Linked DNA regions of Macaca mulatta: region 1 is linked to region 2. The links are chromatin contacts, called in public Hi-C maps. All regions are on one chromosome and are shown on one strand. Each heading gives the region's core, a stretch centred on a gene start, on an enhancer-like site or on the middle of the called end of the contact. The rest is flanking DNA. Distances are from core to core; before and after follow the strand shown. Region 1 holds the start of TMCO6 (transmembrane and coiled-coil domains 6). Region 2 overlaps LOC100429177.

What was found. Hi-C and Micro-C count contacts between places; a contact is called where the count stands out from the background.
Region 1: a Hi-C map of liver shows a contact between it and region 2, with 2.2 times the contacts expected there. The contact joins the promoter of TMCO6 here to the enhancer-like site in region 2. A contact is called at or near these places in 4 of 14 Hi-C or Micro-C datasets (CD4 T cells, fetal cortex germinal zone, fetal cortical plate and 1 more).

The regions. Positions count from the first base shown.
Region 1 is chr6:149,480,130-149,485,629 of T2T-MMU8v2.0, reverse strand. It overlaps TMCO6 (transmembrane and coiled-coil domains 6), which reads right to left and starts at 3,433. Exons shown (of 9, transcript XM_077937177.1): 1 at 3,268-3,433; 2 at 3,025-3,137; 3 at 199-284.
Region 2 is chr6:149,430,652-149,435,888 of T2T-MMU8v2.0, reverse strand. It overlaps LOC100429177, which reads left to right. Exons shown (of 15, transcript XM_077937153.1): 9 at 3,705-3,838. Among named protein-coding and RNA genes, the nearest start is that of SLC35A4, 12 kb to the right of the region's middle. Within about 2 kb of position 3,703, at least 1 of the 40 cell types and tissues checked has an H3K27ac peak or open chromatin away from gene starts, as enhancers often do. A contact at or near this core is called in liver, where this site is marked.

The DNA.
Region 1 (5,500 bases), core at 2,184-4,683, 50 kb before region 2:
AACCCTGATAGCAGGTAGGAAAGTGTCCAGACCCAAAGCCCTGCCCAGATGGGAAAGTGTCCAAACCCAAAGCCCTTCCTAGCCAGACATATGAAGTTAAAATATGCAACAGCTTTGGAAATCATTCAGGCATCCGGGAGCTATACTACTACTGAGTGGGTCACCTCTGGCTGCACATCAAAAGACAATTTTACTCACGGAATGATCTTCTCTGGAGCTTCCTTAGCCTGTAGAAGCTGGGACAAGGCATATCCAAGAGCTTCCAGCACAGCCACATGGGGGGACTGAAAGTAGACAGGGTAAGGATCTGACTGGAAGCTGGGTCATAAGGTCTTCAGAGACTTTCAGCCCCTTGGCACAGAGCAGAAGCTGCAGCTACCTAACCAAAGTAGATGGAGCATGTGGGAAGGAGCAAAGGAAGGGTTGCCCAGGGAGGAAGAAAGGAGTCACCTGAATGCAGGCAGCCAAGGCTGGAACAATGCCCTGTGGCAGGAGCTGCCTTCTCACAGCCTCACTCTCCACGATCAGGTTACCCAGTGTATACAGACACAGCTCCTGAGAACAGGCAACAAAAGCACTGGGCTTGGCCTGTTTCATGCCAGGCTGGGTGTGGGGAGATGGGGAGGGGAGGTGATGGGGACACTGGAGCAGCTATCCTTGACGCTCACAAGAGGGTGGGGAGATGATGGGTGTAGGCATGGCTGTAGGCATAAGGGCAAATATGTTTTCTTCCTCCTACTTGCCAGCTCAAACTGGTCCCAAAAGCACAATTTTAAAATCTAAACCAAGAACAAGATAGGAAGGGACAGGGCTTACTATGAAGTCTGAGCTGTGACCGGAGAGGTAGGTGAGGAGGTAGGAAGTAGCTGGCAGGCAGGCCTCAGCAATGGTGGACTGCTCAGAGTGAGAAAGCTCATGCAGGCACCGAGCCGCCTCAAGCTGCAGCAGAGCCTGGTTGCTGGTCAGGAGCCCGACCAGGGTCCGCATGCTGCCCTCCAGCCTACGTGAATGAGTACCAGAGCCCTGCTTAGCTTGTGGCCCATCCCTCAAAGCCCCAGCTCCCCCCTCCCCCACACCACCCACACTGACTGGATGAAGGTTTGCTGTGTTTCAGGGTGCTGCAAGCCTCGACGAAGGCTAACCAGAGCCCCCTCTCTCTCCTTTTCTTCTGTACCCCGCTGGGCTTGCCGCAGGAACTGCTGCACCTGGAGTTCAGGGCAGGGAAAGGAGAACACATAGTTCCCAGAAAGCAAGTTCTAAGTTTCTCTCTGCCCACTTCACCTGTGAGCCTTCCAATATCATACCACCTCCAGAACTTGTCATTCACACTAATGCAACTAATAAGCATCTACCTTGCAGTGGAGTGGACAGAGAATCAGAACTGAGTTCTAATACCATACCTGCCACTCACTCCACATGGGACCTGAACCTAAGTTTCCTCACCTGAAAATGAGAATAACAATATCTACCCTGCCTTCATACAAGGTTCTTTCAAGGATATTTAAAACTCTCAGCCTGGCAAAACCTACTCCTCCAGCCATTCTCCCCATGCAACCTACACTCTAACAACAACTAGCACAACATTAGCCTTTTTTTTTTTTTTTTTTTTTTTAACACTTCCGAGCTTTTGCACATGCTATTCCTTCTGCCTGGATACCCTCTCCAGCTTCCCACTCTTTTCAGATTTCTGCTCCTCATTCTCTCTGGGAAGTTAGCTCTTTTTGAGAGACTTAGGAGTTTCTTTTGTTCCTCATGTTTCCTTCCCTTATGACATGTCTTCTTCACTGGGCTGTGAGCACCTCAAAGAAAGGGACTTCATCTTTATGTACCTCAGTGACCAGCACAGTGTCCTGGCATAAAGTAAGCACACAATGGAATAGTACAACCTAGAAATAAGTTGACAAAATATATGTCAACATAGTATGTACGATAAACTATGTATGTAAACATAATACAAATATAGGGGATACTCAATGCTTGCTGAATAAATCCTTTCATTCACTCATTCAATAAATACTAAGCACTTAACTATATGCCAGATAATGTGCGGGCAACCGGGTTTTCAATGATAACAAATAACACAGGATCTAGGTTTTCCTGCAATTAAAGTCTAGTTGGAGAAAGAACAATAAACAAGCCATTAGATAATGATTAATATTTTACAAGAAACAAGTAGGTGGCCGGGCACAGTGGCTCACGCCTGTAATCCCAGCACTTTGGGAGTCCGAGGCGGGTGGATCACGAGATCAGGTGTTCGAGACCAGCCTGACAAACATGGTGAAACCCCGCCTCTACTAAAAATACAAAAATTAGCCGGGCATGGTGGCGCGAGCCTGTAATCCCAGCTACTCAGGAGGCTGAGGCAGGAGAATCGCTTGAACCCGGGAGGCGGATGTTGCAGTGAGCCGAGATCATGCCACTGCACTCCAGCCTGGCGACACAGCGAGACTCTGTCTCAAAAAAACAAAACAAAACAAAAAGAAGGTTCTCAAGACAGAATACCAAAAGAAACCCACATCAGACGTAGCGAATGCCAAGGGCTTGAGACACAAGGGTCCGATATATCGTTGCAGGAACTGAAAAGGGGACAGTGGCTAGGATGAGAAAACTGATAAAATTAGAGTTAGGAAGAGGCTAGACCATGCTATGATTTGCAGGACACAGGAAAGATTTTGGTCTCCATGTGTTTTTAAAGGACGTATTGACGGCGACAAGCATAGATGCAGGGTGACCTTTTAGGAGACTGCAGTAGTATCCAGAGAGGTAGTGGTGGCAGCTTCGATGGTGAAGCATGTAAAGACTCCAAAGCTCTTCAGGAGGTACACAACTAGGACTTGATGATGGAATGATATGGGGTTGAGGGTCAAAGAGTTGTGCAGGATGATTCCCCTGTTTCTGGCTTGACCCACTGAATGCATGGAAGTGTAGAGTGGATTGCGTTCAGGTTTGGGGCAGACCTCGAGTACTCCCGGGAGTCTGGCGCCAGTGGCGTGGACTCCAGCGCACCCTGCCTTGCCCCCTCACCTCGGCCTCCCCGAGGATCGCAGCCACACATCCCTCTCCAGCTTCCTCTGGGGCGTCTTCTCTCAGCAGCCTCTTGCTGACCAGCTGCTGCTCCCTCCGCGCCTTCCGCAGTGCTGGGGGCAGAGGAGCGGGCTGAGCGTGGGAAGGACGACCGGAACCCAGATCCCGCGGCTCCAAGCCTGAAGTCTCAACCTATCTCCGATCGCTATATGCCCCCGCGCTCCCTCGGCCGCCCACACCTGCCTCCTGCTCCCGCCGGCGGCGCCGTAGCTCCTCCACCCCGCAGACTGTGGGCCTAAGGTGGCCCTGCCGTCGGCTCCACATGGTAGAGCAGGAGGAGGAACGCCGCAGGAAACAGCGGCCACAACGCTCCCAGGGGCGTAGACGATGGCACCGACTGCGCAGACTCAGCACAGGGAAGGCCCAGGCGGGGAAGTCGCCAGGAGCGGAGTGGGTGCTGGGTGAGGGCGGGGCTCGGCGAGCGGACGCTGCGCGGGGACGGTGGGCGGGGTGAGGGCTAGAGACGCTGCACCACCAGACCAGAGCCAGAGGCGGCGCTCCGCCTCTGATTGATTTGTCTTATCAATTTTAGGAAAAGAAGTCACTCATCCCTTACCTCAAGTGCCCCAAGCCAGCGGTGTCACAATCTACTCAGCAAACACAACTTCCCCACCCACAATGCGCTCTAGATGAACGTTCAAAACAACCCTGAACTTCGGGAAGCGCCACCATGCCATTTCACCATTAATGCGGATCCCACTGATAAGAGCTGCCAGAAACGCTTGAAGCGTCATTGAATTGTCAACGAAGAGTCAAACTCTGTAAAATATTTGAAGAGACTTATTCTGAGCCAAATATGAGTGACCATGGCCCGTGACACAGCCCTCGGGAGGTCCTGAGAACATGTGCCCAAGGTGGTCCAGTACAGCTTGGTTTTACATATTTTAGGGAGATATGAGACTTCAATCCAAATCATTCAAGAAATACACTGGTTGGGCCGCGCGTTGTGGCTCACGCCTGTAATCCTAGCACTTTGGGAGGCCGAGGCGGATGGATCAATTTAGGTCAGGAGTTTGAGACCGGCCTGGCCAACATGGTGAAAGCCCATCTCTACTAAAAATACAAAAATTAGCCGTAGTGGTGGGTACCTGTAATCCCAGCTACTCCGGAGCCTGAGACAGGAGAATGGTTTGAATCCGTGAGGCGGAGGTTGCAGTGGGCCGAGATCGCGCCATTGCACGCCAGCCTGGGCTACAAGAGCGAAACTCCGTCTCAAAAAAAAGAAAAAGAAAGAAAGAAATGTGGGATATGATGAGGTTTCTCTTCAAATAATTAGATCAGTCTTTTATTCTTTAATTCATAGTACCCCCCACACACACCTTTTTTCCCCCTTTTCTCCTTTTTTTTTCCTTTTTGCCTTCATTAGATGCCCAGGCACGCCACAGTACTAGGCGTTATCTGTACCAGCTCACATTCCTTTCTTTATTTGGAAAGAGGACTAACTTTGTAGTTCATTACAGGCACCCCTTCCCCTTCCTCTCCACTTTCTTTTAAGTGTCCACCTTATCTAAAAAATTCAAGTGTTTAGCCAACCGGGATTAGTTTAGATTGTATGACCCGCAGGACTTGCGTCAGGAATAAAGGCTCTCGTGCCCCTTTGTTCAGGTGTGCTCTCATGGCGACTGGCCAAACAGACACCCCTCTGCACAGAAGTAAAATTGCTTTGCTAAGAATCCTTTGTTCGAGTGTTCAATTTCCCTTAGGATTTTGGGTGTTGTTCCTAACAGAAAGAAGGAAAGAAAGAAGGAAAGGAGGAAAGAAGGAAGGGAAGGGAGGGGATGGGAGGGAGAGAAAGAAAGAAAGACATTGGTTTGTGGGACAACACAAAGGCGGGACAACTCAAAGTGAGGCGGTGGGGGGGCTTCCAGCTTATAGGTAGGTTTTAAATTTTTCTGGTTGACAATTGGTTGAGTTTCTCTAAAGACCTGAGATCAATAGAAAGGAATGTCTGGGTTAAGATGAAGGATTGTGGAGACCCAAGTTCCTATTTGCAGAGGAAACCTTCAAATCCTAGGCTTCAGAGAGAATGGGTTGTAAAATGTTTCTTATCAAATTTAAAGTCTGTGTTGATGTTAACGCTGGAGAGGTATAATGAGGCATGTTCAACTCCCACTTCCCGTCATGCCTTGAAACAGTCACTCTGTTAAATTTTAAAAGAGCCCTGGCTGAAGAGGAAGTCCATTCAGATGGTGGGGGTTGGGGGGGGGCTTAGAATTTTATTTTTGTTTTACAGAATGTTCACCACAATGACCATTATTCTCATTTTATATATGATGAAAATGAGAAAAATATCATTACTTCACTTCTCTGCATAAAACTGAGTTCCCATAATTTTTAGGATAAAATCTTTCACCAAATGTTGAGCGCCACTAGTCTACTAGGCACTAAGGAAACACTAGTGAATAAAAAACCATGT
Region 2 (5,237 bases), core at 2,454-4,953:
CCCGGGTTCAAGCGAGTCTCCTGCCTCAGCCTCCCGAGTAGCTGGGACTACAGGTGCAGCTAATTTTTGTATTTTTTAGTAGAGATGGGGTTTCACCATGTTGGCCAGGATGGTCCTGATCTCTTGACCTCGTGATCTGCCCACAGCCTCCCAAAGTGCTGGGATTACAGTCGTGAGCCACCATGTCCGGCTAATATCTTAAATTTAAAACAGTCTCACCAGGCACAATGGTATGCACCTGTAATCCCAGCTACTCGGGAGGCTGAGGCAGGAGGATCTTTTGAACCCAGAAGTTTGAAACCAGCTTGGGCAACATAGTGAGACCTCATCTAAAACAAACAAACAAACAAACAAACAAAAACCATATAGCAATCCAGCTTGAATTAATACCAACTTAGCTTCAATATCTATAAAGATTTTACCCCTATACATCTGCATCTTTTCCCATTATGTTGCTAATGTCACAAATTACATCTTTATACATTGTGTGCCCATTATCATAGGTTTACAATTATTGTTTTATGCATTTGTTTTTTAAATCCTATGGGCAAAAAAGAGGAGTTACAAACAAAAAATGCAATATTATGGGCTTTTATATTTACACATGTAGTTACCTTATTATTGTTCCTTATTTATTTATATGGCTTCAAGTTACTGTCTAGTGTCCTTTCATTTTGGGTTGATGGACTCTCTTCAGCATTTTTGTTAAGGCAAGTCTACTATTGATGAATTACTTCAGCTTTGATTTATCTGGGAGTGTCATAATTTTGCCTTCATTTTTGAAGGATAGTTTTGCCAGATATATAATTCTTGATTGGCAGGATTTTTTTTAAGCACTTTAAATACCGTTGTCTCTTTGTATCTCTTTGGGGATTCACTCCAGGATCCCCCCGCAGGTATCAACATTCACAGATGTTCAAGTGTCTTATATAAAATGGTGTGGGCTAGGCACAGTGGCTCATGCCTGTAATTCCAGCCTTTGGGATGCCAAAGCAGAAGGACTGCTTGAGCCCAGGAGTTTGAGACCAGGCTGGGCAACATAGTGAGATCTTGTCACTACAAAAAATAAAAATAAAAAAGACTGTAAAAAACAGTAATAATAGCTACTTGAGGGGCTGAAGCGATAGCTTGAGTCCAGGAGGTCAAGGCTTCAGGGAGCCATGATCACACCACTGCACTCCAGCCTGGGTGACAGAGCAAGACCCTATCTAAAAAAATACTGATAAAAATAACTGGGTGTGGCGCTCACACCTGTAATCCCAGCACTTTGGGAGGCCAATGTGGGTGGATCACTTGAGGTCAGGAATTTGAGACCAGTCTGGCCAACATGGTGAAACCCTGTCTCTACTAAAAACACAAAAATTAGGTGGGCACCATGGCTCCCGCCTATAATCCCAGCACCTTGGGAGGCCAAGGCAGGTGGATCACCTGAGGTCAGGAATTTGAGACCAGCCTGGCCATCATGGTGAAACCCCGTATCTACCAAAAATATAAAAATAAGCTGGGTGTGGTGGTGGGTGCCTGTAATCCCAGCTACTGGGGAGGTCAAGGCAGGAAAATTGCTTGAACCCGGGAGGTGGAGGTTGCAGTGAGCTGAGATCACACCACTGCACTCCAGCCTGGGTGACAGAGCGAGACTCTATCTAAAAAGGAAAACAACAACAACAACACACACAAAAAAACTAATAAAAATAAAAAATAAAATGTTATAGTATTTGCACATAACCTACGTACATCCTCCCACATACTTTAAGTCATCTCTAGATTACTTATAATTCCTAATACAATGTAAATGTTATGTAAATTGTTATACTGTATTGTCTAGGGAATCATGACAAGAAAGAGTCTGTACATGCTCAGTACAGACAAAACCATTTTTCTCCCAAATATTTTTGATTCGTGCTTGCTTGAATCCACAGATGCAGAGCCTATGGATATAAAGGGCCAACTTTATGTTATCTCCATGGTTTCTGGGGATAAATCTGTTTTTAGTCTTATTGAAGATCCATTGCACATAATAAACTGCTTCTCTCTTGCTGTTTTCAAGATTCTCTCTTTATCTTTGTGGGTTTTTTTTTTTTTTTTCCGAAGACTGTATTCTTTGTATTCACTGAAGCCTTCATTTTGTTATTTTAGTTGTTAGCCAGTGACCTAACATAGAATTCCTTAAATGCCTGCGACCAAAAAAAAAGTTTTGTTTTGTTTTTTAAAAAGGAAGAAGAAAGAAACAAATAAAAAAGAAACGAAAAGAATAAAGAAGAATATGAAAAAGAAAACAAAGGAAGGAAGGAAGGAAAAAAGAAAAAGAAAAACTTTTCCAGGTCTTTGCAGATTGGCTGTGTGGAGTCACTCCTAAGCTTAGCCAGGCAATTTACAGCTCTGTTTTAGCCTTCACTTCCTGCTTGTGCTGAGCCCAAAGACCAGACAGAGATGAAAGCTTATTGTCTTATTGGGCCTTTTCTGCACATGAGTCCTACCCTGGGTGTGCTTTCTACACTCTCTGGTTCACATGGGAACTTTTTGAAGCCCTTATTCTCCCAAAAATATCACTTCCAAACTTTTCCCAGTCTTTCAGGGTGTCAATTGTTTGCCTCAACTGTTATTTTTGCTTCAGGCAGCAGTGCCTTGTTCTTTTGTTCTTCAACAGTTTCCAGGGAACATCCTCTGTGTAGCTGCTCTGCCTTGAGAGAGTTCTGAGACAGGTGAAGCAAAGAGATTTCCCTTTCATCAGTTCTTGGGGGGAAACTCCAGAAAATCAAAAAAGATAAACACGATTCATTGGGAACAACATCTTCTCTGCTCCCTTCCTAACCAGGAACCCCCACCAGAAATTTGGGCTACTGTCTTCAAGATTAGCCCTGTGCTGGGGAGGGGTTGAAGCGAGGGTAAGTTAAAACACCACAGAGATCTCCTACGATGTTTAAATTGCCTCTCCTGGTTAAGCATTTGTTGCTGTAAACCTCTATCTTTCAGAGTTAAAATAAGGTTGTTTCTGGCAATTTTTGCTAGGTATTTCTGGGGATGGATGGACTCCTGGAGTTCCCTACTCTGTGATTTTCACTGATGTCATCTTCTTTTGCCCATTTTAAAATTGGGTTATTTGTCTTTCTATTATTGAGTTGTAAGAGCTCTTTATATATTCTGGGTACAAGTCACTTGTCAGGTACACAATTTAAATTTTTTACCGTGAGAATCTATTACTTCTTTTTTAAAAATTTGTTTGTATTTTTGAGACAGACTCTCACTTTATTGCCCAGGCTGGAGGGCAGGCAGTGGTGTGATCTTGGCTCACTGAAACCTCTGCTCTCTGGGTTCAAGCAATTCTCCTGCCTCAGCCTCTCTAGTAGCTGGGATTACAGGTGTGTGCTACTACATCTGGCTAATTTTTGTGTTTTTAGTAGAGACAAGGTTTCACTATGTCAGCCAGGCTGGTCTCGAACTCCTGACCTCAAGTGATCTGCCAGCCTCGGCCTCCCAAAGTGCTGGGATTATAGGTGTGAGCCACCATGCCCATGGAGAATGTATTACTTTTGTAACTCAAAAAGTAATACTAATAAAATAGAGATCTGTATGATGTTTCAAATCTGTCTGGTAATGCACAAAAGTTTCTGGAAATAGTTGCCCTTTCCATCAGAGTGTAACTCTGTCCAGTTTCTTTCCCCATCCACCAGTGGACATCGCCTTTCTTCCTCTCCCTCTTGCAGAGACTGCCCCCTGCTGCGGGTGTTGGCTGGTGAAGTTGTTGGTGAGGAGGCGGAGGGCTCTTTACCATGGATTGTCTCACAGCTTTTGGGAGGAAACAACTACAGTGGCCTGCTTCTTCGCCTGGACCCCCAAGGTGGCCAGGGGGAGAGTGTGGGGTTCTTTGGGAAGCTCTGAGATCTGTCCTTAGGCCTGCCTCACCCATCACCCAACCAACCTCAGCCCCAACTCCAGCCCAGAGAGAGAGCCTGACTCTCCAAGAGGGCCCCAGAATGCCTAGACTGACAGAGACTGGAGAGGCAAAGCAAGGTCAACAGTGAAAGTAACCCCTCACCCTTCAGAGGCCTTAAACCACTTACCAAGCATTTTTGCACAAATGCCTTTGATTCTTACCAAAACCCCATGAGGCAGATATAATTTACAAATAAGGAAAGAGAGGCAGGCCTAATTTATAGATGAAGAGAGGGAGATAAGAGAAGAGAAGGGAGTCTCTTATTTTCATACACCCGTTAAAAATCAAGCCTCAGCTGAGTGCGGCGGCTCATGCCTGCAATCCCAGTATTTTGGGAGGCTGACATGGGCAGATCACCTGAGGTCAGGAGTTCGTTGGCCAGGCCACTAGCCTGGCCAACATGGTGAAACTCCATCTCTACTAAATATACAAAAATTAGCTGGGCATGGTGGCGGGCGCCTGTAGTCCCAGCTACTTGGGAGGCTGAGGCAGAAGAGCTGCTTGAACCTGGGAGGCAGAGGTTGCAGTGAGCCAAGATCGTGCTACTGCACTCTAGCCTGGGCGATAGAGCGGGACTCCATCTCAAAAAAAAAAAAAAAAAAAAAAAAAAAAAACCCTCTGTGTCCTTAATGTAGATGCTGGCAGAAAAAAAGAAAAAAAATCAAGCCTCTGAAATGTTATGATGTCAGGGATTTGGGGGAGGTCGAGGTGGGGGTATTGATCAAACAGAAATGGCATGAGTTTATAACTGTCAAAGCTAGGTGACAGGTACACAGGATTTCCTATACTTTGTGTATGTTTGAAATTTTCCATAATAAAAGAGTAAAAAATGTCTGGCCCTCGTCTCCAAAATCAACAAACACACATTCATTTGGCTAGCAAGTTCCCAGACCTCCCCTGTGCAAGGTCCCTTGGAATGAGGAAGATAAGTTAGAGCAGTTCACACCCACAAGGATAAAGCAGTGAGGGCCAGACGTGTTTACCTTCAGGCCAGTTTGGTATCATGATGAAGGGCATGGGCTTGAGTTTTGGCTCTGCCACTTGCCAAGAAGTTGCTTGACCTCTTTGAGCTTCTATTGCCTCATCTGGAAAATGTCGGGGGAGGCAGGATAGATTAGAGCTTCTGCCTGATTGGAGTGTTGTGTGGATAAAAAGAGGCAATCCATGAACAGCCTTAGTGAAGTGTCATCAAGCACATGTAAAAGCCTAGAGGGGGTTAGATATTTTTATGAATAGTACTACTAACAAAAAGTAAAAGTATTACAGGCCGCGTGCTTTGGAGTCCACAGGAAGGAGTAATTCA